Regions from separate parts of the Mus musculus genome. Here region 1 is linked to region 2. The links are chromatin contacts, called in public promoter capture Hi-C maps. All regions are on one chromosome and are shown on one strand. The core of a region is the stretch at or near the end of the contact, and the rest is flanking DNA. Distances in the headings are between cores, read along the strand shown. Region 1 overlaps Tanc1 (tetratricopeptide repeat, ankyrin repeat and coiled-coil containing 1). Region 2 overlaps Tanc1 (tetratricopeptide repeat, ankyrin repeat and coiled-coil containing 1).

Region 1 (3,685 bases), core at 1,006-3,505, 64 kb after region 2:
GATCATATGAAATTGAGCATTGAGGACACAAAAGGATGGGTCACAGGAAGCTATCTGCAGGTTCCTTCCAGGAGCGCATACCATATGCTTCTGGCAATGGAAAGAGTGTTCCGTTGGTTGCGTGCAGAGCTGAGAACGTCTTGTTCTGTGGTTAGTGACTTTCCAATCGGGCTATTCCTGCTGTACTTTTGCAGACAGATTTTCCTTCCCCATTTCCAGATTGTACAATACAGTCTTAGAATCAAAATCAGACCGTAGGCCAGGTCTTTCTGGTTAAGGCCACACAGCAGTGCCGAGCCCCAGCTCCTGACACGCCCTGCTGCAGAAACCTGGAACTCTTTCCCAGTGGACTGAGTGCTGACAACCACTGTGAAGTGATAATTGTACCCACTCCCTCACAGCAACCCAGAGGAAGCTTAGCATGGTCATCCTGTGAGAGGAGGGGAGGCCTGGCATTCACTTCACCTCAGAAAAGGGGCTGCATGCACCAGAGATGGAGACATGGGAGCACTCCTGAACCCTGGCGTGCCTGCTGTTCCTCACAGCACCCTCGACACATCCCTCAGCTGTGGCTCTGGAGTGTGGACTTGTGGAGCCTTCCCCATTGCTTTGGGGTGCTCTGCCTTCTTCCTGTCCCTGATGAGTTTGAAAAGTGGGGGTATCACATGCATGTCCAAGGATCGGGGGTACCAGGGAGAACCTAGCAGTGGGTGAGTCTGGAAGGATCACCCACTACACTGCTGGCATAGGATCTTGCCAAGAGAGTCTATTGCCTCTCGGTGGATACAGATAGGGTTTGTAGGGATAAAAAGGCTACCTGTGGCCTCCCAATCTCTGCTGTGCAGCTTCAGCATTGTCCTTATCTGGGTACCCTGGTGTGCTGCAATATACCCGTGCTCCTTGGGACCCTGCACACAGTCTCTCCCTTTAGGCTCGTAGCTTTCAATGCCTTTTTCCTCACTAAACCTTGCATGCAGATTCACACTGCTGTCCCTTGTCCCAGGTATCCCTTGCTTTCCAGATGGAGGTTTTCCTAAAGTGGATGACTCTAAATTTAGACATCAAGAAAAGGTTGTTGTGTTGTGAATTTTTTTCCACGTGGATTTTATAAGAAATCAGGTTTAAAGCAAGATTTTGCTGAAAGGACCCTGATATAGCTGTCTCGAGTGAGGCTATGCCAGTGCCTGGCAAATACAGAGGTGGATGCTCACAGTCATCTAATGTATGGAACACAGGGCCCTCAATGGAGAAGCCAGAGAAAGTACCCAACAGCTGAAGGGGTCTGCAACCCTATAGGTGGAACAACAACATGAACTAACCAGTACCCCGGAGCTCGTATCTCTAGCTGCATATGTAGCAGAAGATGGCCTAGTTGGCTATCATTGGGAAGAGAGGCTCCTTGGTCTTGCAAACTTTATATGCCCCAGTACAGGGGAATGTCAGGGCCAAGAAGTGGGAGGGGGTGGGTAGGGGAGCAGGGTGTGGGGAGAGTATAGGGAACTTTCGGGATAGCATTTGAAATGTAAATAAAGAAAATATCTAATTAAAAAAAAAGAAATCAGGTTTAAGTGACTATAACATTGGTCCTCTTTCTGAGTCTAGCAAGCTTTTGGCTTATCTGTAAAATTAGTAAATTATAAAAGAACAGAAGGAGTAGGCTGGCAGCACCTGCCCTCCATACTTTAATGAATTCATGGGGATAGACATTTATTTACATAGGCTGTAAGTGTGGAGAAGGGTGGATGGGAAATGTCACACTCTCTTGAACACGGGTTTTCAAGACTGGATTAAAAGGCCTTCCTCGCTAGGCTGCCTGCTTTCCTCGGAACACACTAGCTATTTTGAGGTGTTCGTTTTTAGTTTATAAGATTCCAGTGTTACCTACCTCTGCACCATCCCCAGATTTACCCAGCTTGGCTCTGAAATTCTCAAGTCCCTTCATTATCTTCCTGTTTTGTCTTTGTAAGTCTTTGATGAGGGGGAAAACGGTTTTCACAGAATATTGAACAAATTACAGTAATTTAAAATTATGCATGCAATTAAGGAACTGTTTTTAGAGAGTATTAACTGTTGTCATACAGGAATGAATGTCATTTTGAAAATAATTGCAGTTTGCCACTTTGGCAAATTAAAATGACTTGCTCCGAAATGAGGGCTTGGTAATTTCGGAAGCATGCTGGTGATGGCTAGCCCTGTGGCCAGGGTCATGGCAGCCTGTGCCTGCGTGGCCCACTGGGATCCTTGCCACACGAGCCTCCAGGCTCCTGCCCAGCTGGTTCTTGCCTCAAGTGTTGTCATATGGCTGGTGCCAGCCCCTGCCCATAGATCTGGGAGCATTTGGCTTCTGATGTTTTTCTCTCCTGAAAGGAGAGGAGACCAGGTATAAAAAAGCAGCGACGTGGCCTGACTTTCCTTGGCTGGGCTCAGGGAGGTTGTACCTCGGGCCACAATCAAGGAGGACAGACTTTTCAATGTCCCTGCTTCTGTAAGCTTGAGTTGGCTGGTGCTTCTCCGGGTCCTCATTGTCAGGGGCGCTTCACTACCCTCCTGTGTCTCCATAAGTTGCTAGGTGGCCTTGCCACTTGGGAGTGTTAGCTAAAGAGAGCTTCCATGGTGAAGACTCTGAAGTCTCCTGCAGATGGGCAGGAGTGTATAGGATGAGTCCTCTCCCCCTTTCCTGTAGGCCACATAGTATGGCCACATAGTATCTGCTACAACCCTGCTGTGTGTCCTTGTTGCTCCAGGGACAGCAATTAGCTTTGTGTCCTGAGCTATCTTTGCCCTACCCGCTCAGAGCCTCTGGGTCCTCACCTCTGAAATGGAGACAACAAAACTGGCATCTCCCAGGGGTCAGAAGCTGGCAGGGGAAGCCCTTGGGGACGTGCCTGGCATGGCTCATGTGCCCAGGTGAGTTGTTTTTACTGCTGCTCCCCTCAGCTCTGGAAACTGTGACCGCACCAGGCTGCAGGCACTGGGGATCTTTGAGACGGTAGCTGTAACTCATGTAAGGGCTGCCAGCCTGCTGCTCTGGGCTGTGGATAGTCTAGGGCTGCACACAAGACAGTGTAGGTGGGAGACGGGTCTCCAGGGACCTCCCTCTGAAGACTCCACAAAATGGTGACGGGTAACAGTAGCTACATATATTTATTTAACTCTTGAAATGCTGGGTGTAGTGCTAAGTCAGTCTCTGTCTTTCTCTCTCCTTCCTTCACCCTCTCTCCTTCCTTCCCTCCCCCTGCCTCCCTCTCTCCTTGGTGGGGAAGGGAGTGTTATTATTTTGACACTCATTTTTAATCTTTTCAGCCACCTTGGCAATGGTACATTTGTTCTCATTTTTCAGCTGGGAAGTGGAGGGCTGGGGACACAGAGGATGGCGGGAGATCTGATTCTAAGCCTGCCCCAGTGTGTCTGTGGGTGCATTTGTCACCTGGTATCTTTACAGCCCTGCCTGCCAAGTCCATTCTCTTGGGAAGCTAGGTTGCCAGATCTCCAGGCCCTGGAAAGTCCAAATCTCCACCAAAGGTTTCCAAAGAGACCATGCTGAGAGGGTGGGGAGACACTGCTCACATCCTAGAGGGACCTGGAACACTAAAAAATGAAGACTGTTTGAGAGTCACTTATTCAGATCATTTAGCCTCTCTTTTTTCCCCCCTTAGGTTCTTGTATATCAGGAAAGGATAGGGAG
Region 2 (3,470 bases), core at 449-2,948:
TTCGGGGTGTGTGTGTGTGGTGTGTGTGTGTGTATTAAAGACTTTTTTATTTTAATTATATGAGTACACTGTTGCTCTCTTCAGACACACCAGAAGAGGGCAGCAGATCCCACTACAGATGGTTGTGAGCCACCATGTGGTTGCTGGGAATTGAATTCAGGACCTCTGGAAGAGCAGTCATTGCTCTTAACCTCTGAGCCATCTCTCCAGCCCTTTGACTTTATTTTTTTTTTAATATATAAACATTTATTTTGGAGTATTTTAGGCTTATAGAAGAGGTCAAAAGAACAGTACTAAGAAGTTCCATATGGTCTATGGTCAATCTCTCATTAACACAGACGTTGTGTGATACATTTGATATAATTAGTGAACCAACAGTGATACCTACTAAAGTCTGTATTTGTGGGGTTTTTTTTTTTTTCCCACCATTTCTAATTCACTTTTTTTCTGGCCCACATTATCATATCACGTTCAGAGATCATGTCTCCATAGATACCTTTTTGTCCGTTGGTTTGGTTTGGTTTTCTGAGACAGGATTTCTTTCTCTACAGATCAGGCTGACTTCGAATTCAGAGATGAGCCTGCCTCTGCTGGGGTTAGAGGCATCTCCATATATTCTTGACTGTGACAGTTTCTCAGACATTCTTTGTTTTAATGACCCTGGTGGCTTGGGTATGATATTTTGTAGAGTGCCTGCTTATTGGAACGTGTCTGATGTTTTTCTCACCATCAGCCAGGACTTAGGAGTTTGGGGTGACCTCTTTATCCCGCGGAGTCGAAGGTGTGTACCAACAGTGTAGTTCGCCTCTCTTGGTTGATCTTCGTCATCCAGCCAAGGTTGTGGCTGTTCACTTTCTACACTGAACCTACCCTGTCTTCTTCTCTCCTTGTCTCCGTCCACCACATAAAGAAGACACTTTATTCTCTGCATGGGCACTGTGCGAAGCCCACAGGTAAGGCTTGGAGCAAAGCCCGTCACTTCTGAGCATGGAGTATCTATATAAATTGTTGGCGATTATTCTGTATCTTGAGAGCTGTCTCTTTCCCCGTTCATTTATTCCAGTACAGATTTAAGTGTGCACGGACTTTCAGATTTTCCCCTGAGTAACGAGGAGCACTCAGGCCTTTGCATCCGCTTTGGTGCCTGGGTGGCTCTCCGTGAAGCTGGGTGTGCTGCGGCTATCCAGGGTCTGTTCTGTTAGGCCAAGTGTACAATGGGCAGGAAGTTGTTGCCTCTGAGACTGAACTCCTTAGTGTAACTGCTAAGCATATACGTGTTACCTAAAACCTTAAAAACATCCAGGACTTCATCCTGCTTAGGGTGGCGACCATTTCTTGCCTTGATGGTGAAGAAACCTTTCCCAGCAAGCCTCAGAGCTTTTGTCTGAAACTGGCATCGGAGCAGCGCCACCTTGTGGTAAATACTGAGTCTTCCAGGAACAATGCCTTCTAAATTCTGAAACTCTTAACTGTTCAAGCAGCAAGTTTTAAAAAGAAAAATAGTTTTGTTCTTTAAAGGGAGGCCGCTACTTTGGTATATATTGTGTTATTACCAAGTTTAGATAAAAGATACATGAGTTATAGTTGTTCTAAAAACAAAAGGAAGTAACCTGGGATTAACAGTGGTTTCTGCTCAGTCACAAGGACACAAGGAGTTTGGATTCCTGCATTCTTGTCTGGCAAGTGCCTGTTAACTCTAGCCCCAACTCTGAGGGACCCGGTGCCCTCTCCTGGCCTCTGCGTGAACACAGGCATGGCTATCCTGTGCACACACGTTTTTGAAAGCTTCAACCTTATGTCAATCTCACTCAGCTTTAGTAGGATAATCAGATACATTGTAGCAGCTTTCGCTAATAAAAGCCCCGCAGGCACCTGGGCTGTGGTGTGTTCAGGGTAGAAAGCCGCCTTTCTGTTGTCTTGAACCCAGAACACTGACAGAGTCAGCCCCACTGCTGAGGAGGTTGCAGTGATCTGGGTCCCTGCCAGGGGAATGGTGACTAATCGCCCCGCCCAGAACATCACTGCATGGTGTCTGCAGATGTTTCAGCGCGCAGAAGGTGTGTGCTTTTCAGAGATCTCACTATCAAGCCTGTGTGTCAGACACAAGCCCAGTCTGCTCTTCCACTTACTGACCCTGTACAGTAAGGTCCTGACTGCCGAGATGGCTTTGTGGTTGAGGCCAGCGTGCTTCCTCAAGACAGCCAACACAGCACAGCAGCGAGCTGCCTTGTACTTTCAAGGACATGGGCAATGATGCATGATGGGTAGCCTTGCCACCTGGGTAGGAGCTGGAGAACAAGGAGGGACCTGGAGTTCAAGAATCCCTTTCCTTCCACTAATATTTTGAAAGGAAGGCTTGACCTCACCAGGTCGAGAGACTATTTTAAGATGAGCCTTTCATCTCTAAAATGAATCTTACATTGCTTTCAGTGTTTTCTATTTACAATTTAGAGCATGTTTTCCATAGCATTTAAACTCAGTTTCTGAGCCTTGCATTTATTAATTAATCTAAAATCATATTTAACATGAATATCACCTGAGACTGAGACTCACACAATTCTGGTAGGACGTGAAGGCTGGCTCAGTCTTTACCGTTTACTACACTTCTTTTTTTTTTTTTTTTAAGACTAGGAATTCTCTACTAGACATACTCTGTGGTTGTGGTAGAAGTGACAAGCATGCTCCTAAATAACTATCGTGTTGCTGCTCTGAGTTTATTTCAGCTCTTCATTTAGTGTAAACTCTGCTTAGGTTGTAGGACAGCTGATAAACTCAACGCAGGAGAGGTGAGATTAGGGACAGAAAATGCGTGTTACTATGTCAGGATTAAAGTTGGCTTCGAGTACGGAGCCCCGTCAAACATATAATAGTTGAAACAAGATACCTACTGCCCTTTCTTTTTAGCAGTGCACATTACCTTCAAGTACCTTGGTGCCATGAAGTTCCCCTCGTGGGGGAGGGGCTGGGAGGAGTTGGGCATGGTGGTGCTCCCATGTTGGTATTGAAGTGTAGGTGTTTCCTGGGGCTACGGTGGCGTGTTATCTCCATTTGGTGGTTTCAGCTGTTTGTCTCTCTGAGCCGCAGGCACCGTCCATAGAGTACTTGTCTGGGAAAATGCTTACCTTCTGTAGCTCCTGATGGCCACACCCTCCTCTCTCTACTTCTGTGGCAGTCTTATCCCCTCCTTTCTCATACTAACACCCATGTGTGTGGGACCTGTCTGGATGATTCCAGTTGGTTCCTCACCTTAGGTTTCTTATCCTAACCCCAGTTTCTGTAAGCCTCTAGAAATCAAGTGACTTGATTGGGGACGTGTCTTACCTTATTACACACTTCTAACACAGTGTTGCCTGAAGGCCTCGTGAAAACTTTCTAAGTTACTCTGCACACATGTCCACATCCCTTGCCAAAGGAAAGGGAGAAGAGGAAATAGGGACATTTCTCAGCACAGAGCCTCAGCTTCAACAAAT

What was found. Capture Hi-C pulls out chosen DNA fragments and counts their contacts.
Region 1: a promoter capture Hi-C map of adipose tissue shows a contact between it and region 2. The contact joins two enhancer-like sites. A contact is called at or near these places in 3 of 39 promoter capture datasets (the 3T3-L1 cell line, epiblast stem cells and hippocampal neurons), 3 of 484 Hi-C or Micro-C datasets (brown adipocytes, colorectal tumor organoids and uterus), 1 of 115 datasets of contacts at active chromatin or transcription factors (embryonic stem cells) and 3 of 9 other capture datasets (adipose tissue, liver and pancreatic islet).

Annotation. Positions count from the first base shown.
Region 1 is chr2:59,807,981-59,811,665 of GRCm38.p6, forward strand. All of the region lies in intron 16 of Tanc1 (tetratricopeptide repeat, ankyrin repeat and coiled-coil containing 1), which reads left to right. Among named protein-coding and RNA genes, the nearest start is that of Wdsub1, 73 kb to the right of the region's middle. Within about 2 kb of position 2,256, at least 15 of the 459 cell types and tissues checked have an H3K27ac peak or open chromatin away from gene starts, as enhancers often do. A contact at or near this core is called in adipose tissue, where this site is marked.
Region 2 is chr2:59,744,258-59,747,727 of GRCm38.p6, forward strand. The region is part of intron 4 of Tanc1 (tetratricopeptide repeat, ankyrin repeat and coiled-coil containing 1); the gene reads left to right. Among named protein-coding and RNA genes, the nearest start is that of Tanc1, 130 kb to the left of the region's middle. Within about 2 kb of position 1,699, at least 49 of the 459 cell types and tissues checked have an H3K27ac peak or open chromatin away from gene starts, as enhancers often do. A contact at or near this core is called in adipose tissue, where this site is marked.